Linked DNA regions of Mus musculus: region 2 is linked to region 1. Evidence: chromatin contacts called from public Micro-C data. All regions are on one chromosome and are shown on one strand. The core of a region is the stretch at or near the end of the contact, and the rest is flanking DNA. Distances in the headings are between cores, read along the strand shown.

The links. Hi-C and Micro-C count contacts between places; a contact is called where the count stands out from the background.
Region 2: a contact with region 1 is called in a Micro-C map of muscle stem cells, with 5 times the contacts expected there. The contact joins two enhancer-like sites. A contact is called at or near these places in 2 of 39 promoter capture datasets (fetal liver and macrophages), 6 of 484 Hi-C or Micro-C datasets (MC3T3-E1-derived osteoblasts, cardiomyocytes, liver and 3 more), 1 of 115 datasets of contacts at active chromatin or transcription factors (embryonic stem cells) and 3 of 9 other capture datasets (adipose tissue, liver and pancreatic islet).

What each region holds. Positions count from the first base shown.
Region 1 is chr11:29,767,965-29,773,033 of GRCm38.p6, reverse strand. The region is part of intron 28 of Eml6 (echinoderm microtubule associated protein like 6); the gene reads left to right. Among named protein-coding and RNA genes, the nearest start is that of Gm39671, 38 kb to the left of the region's middle. Within about 2 kb of position 2,068, at least 5 of the 459 cell types and tissues checked have an H3K27ac peak or open chromatin away from gene starts, as enhancers often do. A contact at or near this core is called in muscle stem cells, where this site is marked.
Region 2 is chr11:29,837,481-29,842,549 of GRCm38.p6, reverse strand. It overlaps Eml6 (echinoderm microtubule associated protein like 6), which reads left to right. Exons shown (of 42, transcript NM_146016.2): 11 at 3,911-4,123. It also overlaps the pseudogene Gm12094. Among named protein-coding and RNA genes, the nearest start is that of Gm22588, 9.4 kb to the left of the region's middle. Within about 2 kb of position 2,554, at least 93 of the 459 cell types and tissues checked have an H3K27ac peak or open chromatin away from gene starts, as enhancers often do. A contact at or near this core is called in muscle stem cells, where this site is marked.

The sequences.
Region 1 (5,069 bases), core at 819-3,318:
GATTCCCAGCACCCACATGGCAGCTCACATCTATCTGTAACTCCACTTCTAGGGGATGTGACATCCTCTTCTAGCCTCTGTGAGCACCAGGAACACATACAATGAACGTACATACAGGCAAAATGCCATATACATTTAAAAATAGTAACAGAAATGTTTAAAAATCTAAATTGTGTGGAAGATGATGATAATAGAGATTTTTATTTACTGTATTCAGTTGGACCCATCATTCAGACAGAAGCCTACTTTGAAGGTAAAAACAGAGCATGAGCACAGCCTTGGCTGTTTTATGAAAATTGGCACTCTTTTTTCTCTCTGCACGTGTATGGGAAGCCTACACTCTTTTCAAGACTCTTAATTAATAAGCACTGAGTCTGATAGCTGTTGATGATCTAACCAAGGATAAATAAAGGATCGAGGACTCTCACTCTCTGCTTCTGCACACTGTTTCTATATTCTAGTGCTATTAAGGTCCTTATCACCTGTGACTAAGGCAGGCTCAGCCCAACCTTCTTTGTGTTCTTCTCCCAGAAGCTGTATAACCTGTGGCCACAAATCAAAATCTTGCTTGACCTAAGGCACAGTTTCCTTTGCTCACAAAGGTCTTGGGCTGCTGCCAGCCTTTCTTGCTTTGTTCTAGCCTGAAAAAGGCATTTCTTCTTGTAAAAAAAATGGATGAAGTAGCAAAGTTTGCAATGCTTAAACCTTATACAATTATGGCATTTATTTTAATTGCTAAGATCTCCAATACATTTAATGTTTTTGCATTTCTTCATTTATTTGTGTGGAGGGCGGGTATACTTGTGCCACTGAGCAGGTTAGAGGATAACCTGTAATAACCAATTCTTGCCTCCTGTCATGTGGGTCTTGAAAGTTGAACTCAGATCTTTGGGCTTGGCAGTTTACCTGCTGAGTCTCTCACTGGCTCTGATCAGATAGAGTTGGTCTGGATACTCAACTGGTGTGTGTGTGTATGTGTATGTGAGAGGCGGGGTGAGGAGAGGAGAGAGAGAGAGAGTGAAGGGGTGTATCAATAACCACTTTATTTTCTAAGAAGTTTTTTTTAAAAAATTTAATTGTATATCATATTATAATACAATACTACATTATAATAGAAAAGCATTTTTATATTACTTTTCTCATTGTTGTGGCAAACCTGACAAGAATAGCTTCATTAGTATCCTCTAGAGGAACAGAACTGGAAGAATGAATATACATTTAAAGAGGAACTTATTGGATTGGCTTACACAATGTAGTCAGAGTAGTCCAACAATGAATGTCGCACACTGAAAAGACAGAGCCCAGCAGTGACTTGGTCTTTGAGGCTGGGTACTTAGGAGTTCCTATCTGTTGCTGAAGGCCTTGGACATTACTGAAGAATGACTGGACTTCACTCCCCATCAGAGGCTCAGAGAAGCAGGTTCTACTATCAGCAAAGGCGTCAGCAGTGGCCACAGCAGACTAGATGAACTCTCCAGTTAGAGCAAAGGCCAATAGAGTAAGGAAAACAAAATGTCCCTTCTTCAAGGTGCTTTTATCTACAGCACAGAAAGTCTTCCCAGACCAGTTAAAGCAATGAAGGCAAGTCTTGAAGTGGAAAGGCCCTTGCCTTCAGGCTACATCTCAGTGGGGCTGTCCTTTGTCCCCTTTGTTAAGGAATGTGTGACAATGGGTGTTTAATAGGGATTTTTGGGGACTAGGTAGCTCCTCTTCTCTGTCGGGTTTCTCACCCAGTCCCTTGCAATCCCTATAATGAGTTGATCTTAGCTGTCAGTTTCTTATCTTTCCATAATCCCAGCAGACCCTGTAGACAATTCAGGTTCTCCACAGTGTCCCTCTTTGGGACTTGCCATTTCTCCCTTACCCTTCTCCCTGTCCCTAGCAACAAGAGGGGGCTAACAACTTTCATATAAGAGACAGTCTCCTTGCTTACATAGGGTTTAGGTACCCACCCTAGACCTGGGGGTGTTCCAAATGAGCTGTTTCCCATTCCTCCTTTGTATGAGCTGAGGAAAAGCTGTCACTTTGCAAGCTGCCATCTACCACAAAGATAGCTCACCCTCCTTGAGTCTCATCAGCCAGCAGGAGCAAATAACTTGCTAGCGAATCAGCAGTGACAGGCTGATGACACATGAGAGGTGAAAGTGCTTACTAAGAGGAAAAAGGCAGAGGTTTGTAGTTCATTGGCTGCATGGTGTTGACAGCCATAGTGGGAGAGACATTAGAGAGGGACCCCCCTTTACAAGTCAGTTTCCATGAGGACTGACAGGGTATTGGTGTCGCTGTGCAGTGTCTGTTGAGGTCTTACTGCATGGAATGCTGGGGTGGGGCTCATATCTGGGTGGTAAGGTGGATATGCCATTCATTTCTGAGGAATAAATTTTACACTGTGAATTGTTTCTTCTTGAGATTGTCGGTATAAAACAGCCTGAGTCTCTAGAAGCCAAACTCCTAATGGGCTGAGTCTGCTTATTAAAGTATGAGTTCTCTGGAACAGTGTCATGGCAACCTAAAACAGACTGCAGATAGGGCTTAGCTTTAGGTTAGCTCTTTTGGTCCCTCCTCAGAAATAACAGCATCCTTCTCCTAAGCCCAGCTTGCTTTCATCCAAGAATGGTACCCATAACACTGAGGTGGCAGGGCAAGAATTAGTCTTAGCAGGGATTATGGAAAAAGAACCTGTAAGTATTCTCTTATATTAATATTTTAGGTACATATTCACTCTTAGTGTCTATGGCATATATTCCTGAGGAAAACAAGGAACTTTGCCAATCCTAAAATCAGACTTTGTCTTGTTTTGCATTTACGTGCGTGTTTGATGTGTTTATGGAACATGCCCTATTTCTTCCACAATGTGAGTATGAGGGTCACACACAGACTTGAGAGTCAGCAGCAAGGGCCTTCATCCACAGAGCCTACTCACCAGCCCCGACTATGAGCATTTAAAAATAACAGTGTCTTTACCTGCTAACTGGCAAGGGATACCTGTATAACAGAATGTTTACTGCGTATACTATAAAAAAATGCTATTGGGAGTTTGTCTGTTTGTTTGTTTGTTTGTTGTTACTTTTTTTAATCAGGTGTATCTGCATGTGACTATGCAGGTGTTCTCTGAGATCAGAGGTGTTAGAACCCCCTAGAGTTGCATTTATAGGCCACATGAGCTGTGATGTGCGGGTGCTGGGAACCAAGCCGGGTACTCAGAAAGGCGGTACTAGCAAGTAACCACTGATCTGTCTCTCCAGTCTGGTTTTGTTTTCTTGTTTCTGCCCCAAATTGGTTGCCTCCTGTAATTCCTCAATATGTTCATCTGTAACACTGAGACATTTCTACTATATGCAGACTTTTCCTATGGGACTCTTGGCTTTCTGAAGGTTAATTATCATAGTACTACCATATAGGTAGCTGGCATAGTACATTTCACATAGTAGGTAACTGGTACAGTGCCATGCACATAGTAGGCAGCTGGTACAGTGCTGTGCACATAGTAAAGAGCAAGCAAATGCTTCTTGAATGAGTAAGTGTATACGTCAGTCCTCCATCTTTGTTAGCATTGCTTTTACTTTCATTTCATTGGCTCCTGTGGTTATGGGAGATAGGTGAGCCATGCACAAGCTGAGGATGCTCCAACTGGCCATGACGACTGCTTAGCTAAACAGTAGTTTTTATCCATATCATATACACATTAGAGTTTCCTCATAGCAGGGAGGAAAGGGGGTAGGATAGAGGGTCTGCGGAGGGGAAACTGTGAAGGAGGATAACATTGGAAATGTAAATGAATAAAATAATCAATAAAAAATACAAAAAAGAAATTGAAATGTTTGTTTGGTTTAAGTCTGTGTCACAAAAGGCAAAGGGAACTGAAAATAAACAAATTTGAGTTATCATATATCTAATTTACATACAAAGATGCCTTGCCAGCCAATTTGTGATGGAACAAAGAGCATGCTAGAACATGTTCATAACTGGCAGTGTTAAAAAATATAGGAAAATTAGACACACTTCCTTGAGTTAAAGCAAATAACCATATAGAGACAATCTTAGGTTTTTTTTTTCCCCTAAGCTTTTATGCTATGTTTGGAGAAGGAAATCTCAGGAGAGAACCTGCCCCCAATTAAAAAAAAAAAAAAAAAAAGTGTCTCTTTTAATCAGTAGCTGTGTGGGAATTTCAAGCTAGCCAGAGGAGAGGTGAAGCAGGACAAGGCTCTCCTCCATGATCAGATCATGTCAACTGTGAGTGAGCAGCCTCCTGAGCTCCATGGCCTTCACAGAGGCCCTTTGTCCTGCTTTGTCAATAGCTGCTCTCTAAACTTGTATTGTTGCAAAGACCTGACAACCTTTCTAAACAAGTGCTGCAGAATAGGTCATACTGGGGACTGCTAAATCCTCTCTCCAGCAATCCTTAGTCCAATAAACAGGGAGCATTGAGATCTGGCTGTGCCCCACTAGGAGGGAAGAGCCTTTAGTCCAGCATTCCCATTCCATTGGTGAAGAGGGAACATTCAAGAGCTTGGTAGTATGGAATACTGTGGTGGGAAAGAGACTTTACATAAGCAGGCTGAGTCTTTTCTCCCTGTGCTCAATTCTCCTTTCTCACTTCATCCCACAGTCTGAAAACAAACAAACAAACAAACAACAACAACAACAAAAAAACCCTTGCTCTCAGTGACTACTCTGAGCAAGTAGAATGTAGCAGACTCTTGCTTTTTTTTTTTTTTAAGGTGGGTGGAATAAACTAAAATTAAAATATCTATTAAACCCTGAAATGCTAAAATTGATCATTTCTGAGGCTTATGTTTAGGTGGGTGGTCACCAAAAACCTGCATAGTTGACTTTTAATTGAATTTAATGATGTTTCTGTAAATGGTTTTCTTTCTACAAACCACAGGGCTTTTTATGTTGGTTTGAAGCAAAGCATTGACTTCTATATGGAACTTACAATTTATATAATTAAAACTGCTAGGCATGGTAGAGCTGTGAGGCTTTTCCAGAGGTAAAGTGCGGGAGAAGCCTAGCTACTACCATTGTGCAGGTCAAATTGCAGTTAGTTTAGGTTAGAATTGTTCAAA
Region 2 (5,069 bases), core at 1,305-3,804, 69 kb before region 1:
GGAATCTTTGCTTTCTTCTATACCTATGATCCTTAGGTTTGGTCTTCTCATTATGTCCTGGATTTCCTGGATGTTTTAGGTTAGGAGCATTTTACATTTTGCATTTGACTGTTGTGTCAATGTTTTCTATGGTATCTCTGCACCTGAGATTGTCTCTTCTATCTCTTGTATTATGTTGGTGATGCTTATGTCTGTGACTCCTGATCTCTTTCCTAGGTTTTCTATCTCCAGTGTTTTCTCCTTTTGTGATTTCTTTATTTTTTTCTATTTCCATTTTTAGATCCTGGATGGTTTTGTTCAATTTCTTCACTTGTTTGGTTGTGTTTTCCAGTAATTCTTTAAGCTGTTTTTCTGTGTTCTCCTGAATTTCTTTTATTTATTTATTTATTTATTTTATTACATATTTTCCTCAATTACATTTCCAATGCTATCCCAAAAGCCTCCCAAGCCCCCCCCCCCAACCATTTCTATTTTTGGCCCTGGCGTTCCCCTGTACTGGGGCATATAAAGTTTGCCTGTCCAGTGGGCCTCTCTTTCCAGCGATGGCCGACTAGGCCATCTTTTGATCTGAATTTCTTTAAGGAAGATATTTATAACCTTTTTAAAGTCCTCTATCATCATCATGAGATGTGATTTTAAATCAGAGTCTTGCTTTTCCAGTGTTTTGTGGTATCCAGGGCTTGTTGTGGTGGGAGAACTGGGTTCTGATGATGCCAAGTCGCCTTGGTTTCTGTTGCTTGTTATTGCCCTTGCCTCTTGCCATCTGGTTATCTCTCTTTTTTTTTTCCATTGGATATGAGCCTTTAGACAAGAGCTGACACATCAAATCTTTGAGGATTGTAGTCCTTAGTAGCTGTGAGTAAGTTAGAACCAGGTCTGATTATCATAATTTTATTATCTGGTGAAATGTAGCTTTTTAAGATCCCAGTGAGCACATTTTGTATTTGTGTGCACCTTTCAACTTTTATGAGATTCGCCTGTCTTATGTAACAGAAGTTAAATGACACTTAGTTTGTAAGACTAAAATGTCATATATAACATAATGATGTTCATATTATAGTCTTTAATAATTTTAAATCATTATTTATCTATTCTTCTCTCATATATTACATCTCAACCACAGTTCCTCACACACACTCCATGCCCGCCAACTACCTACCCTCTCCCCAATCCACTCTTCCTCCATTTCCCTTTGGAAAACAGCAGGCCTCCCAGTAATATCAACCATAGTGTGTCAGGTTGCAGACTAGGCAGCCCAATAGGAGGAAAAGGGTCACAAAAGGCAAAAGAGACACAGATAGTCCCTGCTTGAACTGTTAAGCGACCCACAACTGTAACATGTGCAGAGAATCTAGGTTAGACCTATGCAGGCTCCCTGATTGTCCATTCAGTGTCTGTGAGGCCCTGCATTCCTGGTTAGTTGATTTTGTGGGGTTTCTTGTGGTATCCTTGACCCTTCTGGCTTCTACAATCCTTCCTCCCCCTCTTTAGCAGGATTCCCCAAGCTCTGCCTAATGTTTGACTGTGTGTTACTGCATCTGCTCCTATCAGCTGCTAGATGAAGTCTCTCTCATCATTATTGTGTTGGCTTCTTTAATGGTTTTTTTTTTTTTTTTTTTTAAGGAAAGAATAAAGAAAACATAGATTTTTTTTATATGGTAAAAAAAAAAGTATATATTTAGAATTCGCCATCTGGACTCAGTTTAGCTGATCACAATCTTGTTGGCAACATCTAGGGCATCATAATCAGGAGCCAAGTGAACATACGCATTCTTCTCTCCATCAGGCCTTCTCAGGGTATTGACTTTGGCCACATCAATGTCATAGTTTCTTGACAGTCTGTTTGATCTGATGCTTGTTGGCCTTGACATCCACAATGAACACAAGAGTGTTGTTGTCCTCTATTTTCTTCATGGCTGACTCCGTGGTCAGTGGGAATTTGATGATAGTGTAGTAATGATCAAGCTTGTTTCTCCTGGGCGCACTCTTTCGAGGATATTTTGGCTGCCTCCGGAGCTGCAGCATCTTGGGCCGCCGGAAGGTGGGTGATGTTCAGATCATCATCTTTTTGTGGCTGTGGAGGCCTTTCAGCACTGCCTTCTTAGCTTTCAAGGCCTTCGCTTTGGCTTCAGCTTTGGGAAGGGCAGGAGCTTCCTTCTCCACTTTTGGCGCCATCTTGGGGAAAGGGTGGCCCAGCCTAATTCTCCTAAAACATAGATCGTAACCTCCAATAATTATATATTGTCTTGAAATTTTTATCGAAGTATTACTTACTTGGGAGACTGAGGCAGAAGAAGTCAATGTTTGGGATCTGTTTTGGCAGTCTACTAAGGCTCTGACACAAAACAAAATATTAGAAAAAATAAGGTGTGGGTTACTGGCAGAGCTCTGGCCTAGCATGTAGGAGGCATTGTACTGCATACTTCGCTTTTTCATGTGTGTGGGAACATCTGGAGCCATTTGTCAGTTGGAATGAAATCACATCCTGCTCAAGGATGGGGCTGAAGCTTACGTTATCGCTCTGTTATGGGCACTTGGCTTATTTCCAGTGTATTTACAGGTCCAGGGGGTGCAGCTTCTATTGCCTCTGCAGCCTGCAGTGGTGAGGTCACTTTCTATTCTGAGTCACTTCCTGGAATGAAATCCCTTGAGCAGGAGCTGGTCTCAGATAATGCTCCAACTATACCCTCTCTGAGTCTATGGTCATTTAAATGCATTCTTTTAGAATATACAGTCCAGAAATTTTGAATATAGTTCAGAATTTTGGAGTTCCCTTTTGAAAAGATATCTGTTCCCCTGTTCTTTATTTGAAAATATATGCTTATCATAATAGGGTAGGCATGAGGATATATGCTTAATTGTATTGATTTTTTTTTAATTTAAAATGGCATCTAGTTAAATATTTCTACTCATTTGCTTCTGTGGCTTGATGTATTTTGTGCCATCTGTGAACCTCACTAATCTGCTAGCAGAAATAGGAACTGAGCTATGTATCTAGGAGCAGCTAACACACAGCCATTGTTAGGACCATTATCCAACAACCACCTATACTTAGCTCACCATAATCCTGTGGATTCAGTGACTAGGACTTAAATAATAAAATCCACTTTAAAATTTGTAGAGCCTGAATTTTTGTTTAAAGCAAAAATCACTTGTGGGGGGCTGGGGAGATGGTTCAGTGATTAAGAGAACTTGCTGATCTGGTAGAAGACATGAGTTTGATTCCCAGTACTGACAGATGGCTAACATTCTTACTCCCGCTCTGCTAGATCTAATATCTCTGGCCCCATTGGGCATTGCATTTACATGGACATACCCACATACATTATGCATATAATTTTAATCTTAAAAGTAAAAATTTCAAACACCATTTATAGCCTGGCAAGGTGGCACTTTCTGCTGCAACCCATGATCTGAACTCAGTTCCTAGAACCCACACAGTAGAAGGAGAGAAACAGGTCCTTCAAGTTGTCCTTTGTCTATCCTGAGCATGCATATAACCCACACCAATAAACTATGAAAAATCAAGTTTAAGACAAGCTTGGCCAAGGTTTTAAAGGCCTGGCAACATTTTGGTGACTCAGTGTTGACAACATGTAACCTAATGAGGTCACAAAAATACAAATACACTGTAGTAGCACCTGTAATTTGGAAAATAAGGTCGAGGTATCAATAGTTTGAGACATTATATTTAGCAATAATCATTTCCTATTATTTTCACTTCTAAATAGCTGATGCTTTCTTTAAATTCTTTCCAAAAAAAGTAACTAACTGGGTGAAGAGATTAGAACTTGCAGTTCCTCTGATCTATATATCTAATGAAGGTTTTAAGCACTAAGAAAAGAAAAATGATTAAAATATATTAGAATATACTTCACATATAAATGTAACATCATATTGACTGTTTTAGCAGGGAAGCCTTTAACAAGTAAAGAAGAAATCAAGGGGATTCCCTGGGCCTCCTGGACGTGTGTGAGAGGCCCTGAAGTGAGTGGAATTTGGCCCAAATACACTGAGGTTATTGACATCAATTCAGTGGACGCCAATTATAACAGTTCAGTGTTGGTTTCTGGAGATGATTTTGGACTGGTCAAATTGTTCAAATTTCCTTGTCTCAAAAAAGGTAAGCTGTTTGAGTGGGTAAAGACTTTCTCTGGACTCTCGATGCTGCTTAGCTAGTGGATTTTCTTACCTCTTCTCCAGACACTTCCATTTTCTTGTGTCTGCACTTATTTTTCACCTGTCTCACATAGAACATGCTGCTCAGTCCTCTCCTTTTGCTGTCCTATATAGTTCTGCAAATTTCAGGGAGAATTTGTTAAGAGTTAATATCATATTTCCACATGTTTATGGGAACAAGTAGTCATGATTTATATTGGGTTTTTATTCCTTTAAAATATTATAATTTAACTTTTTGTTTGTTTGTATTTGTTTTTCTTTTTTTTTTTTTTTTTTTTTTTTTTTTTTTAAAGATTTATTTATTATTATATGTAAGTACACTGTAGCTGTCTTCAGACACACCAGAAGAGGGAGTCAGATCTTGTTACAGATGGTTGTGAGCCACCATGTGGTTGCTGGGATTTGAACTCTGGACCTTCGGAAGAGCAGTCGGGTGCTCTTACCCACTGAGCCATCTCACCAGCCCCTGTATTTGTTTTTCAAGAGAGGGTTTCTCTGTGGAGCCCTGACTGTCCTGGAATTTGCTCTGTAGACCAAGCTGGCCCCAACCTCAGACATCCGCCTGCCTCTGTCTCTTGAGTGCTGGGACTAAAAGAAGGTGCCGCCACCACCTGGCTATAATTTAACTTTTATACATCCACCTACTTGCACTGCTACATGAAAACAAAAGCAAAAGCAATTCTTCTTAAATATAATTAAATAAACATAGCAGTTCTACAACTATGAGCCCCTTATCCTAGGACTAATCATTCAATTCTGTATTAGGTGATTTTTTTTTTTGAAAGAGAAATTGGGTTGAAAACAGTTTTCCATATTTCGCACTCATATGGAAGAATTCTAAGCTTTGAAGACTGTGATTGTTGTCACCAAGCAATGATCCTGGCCTTGTT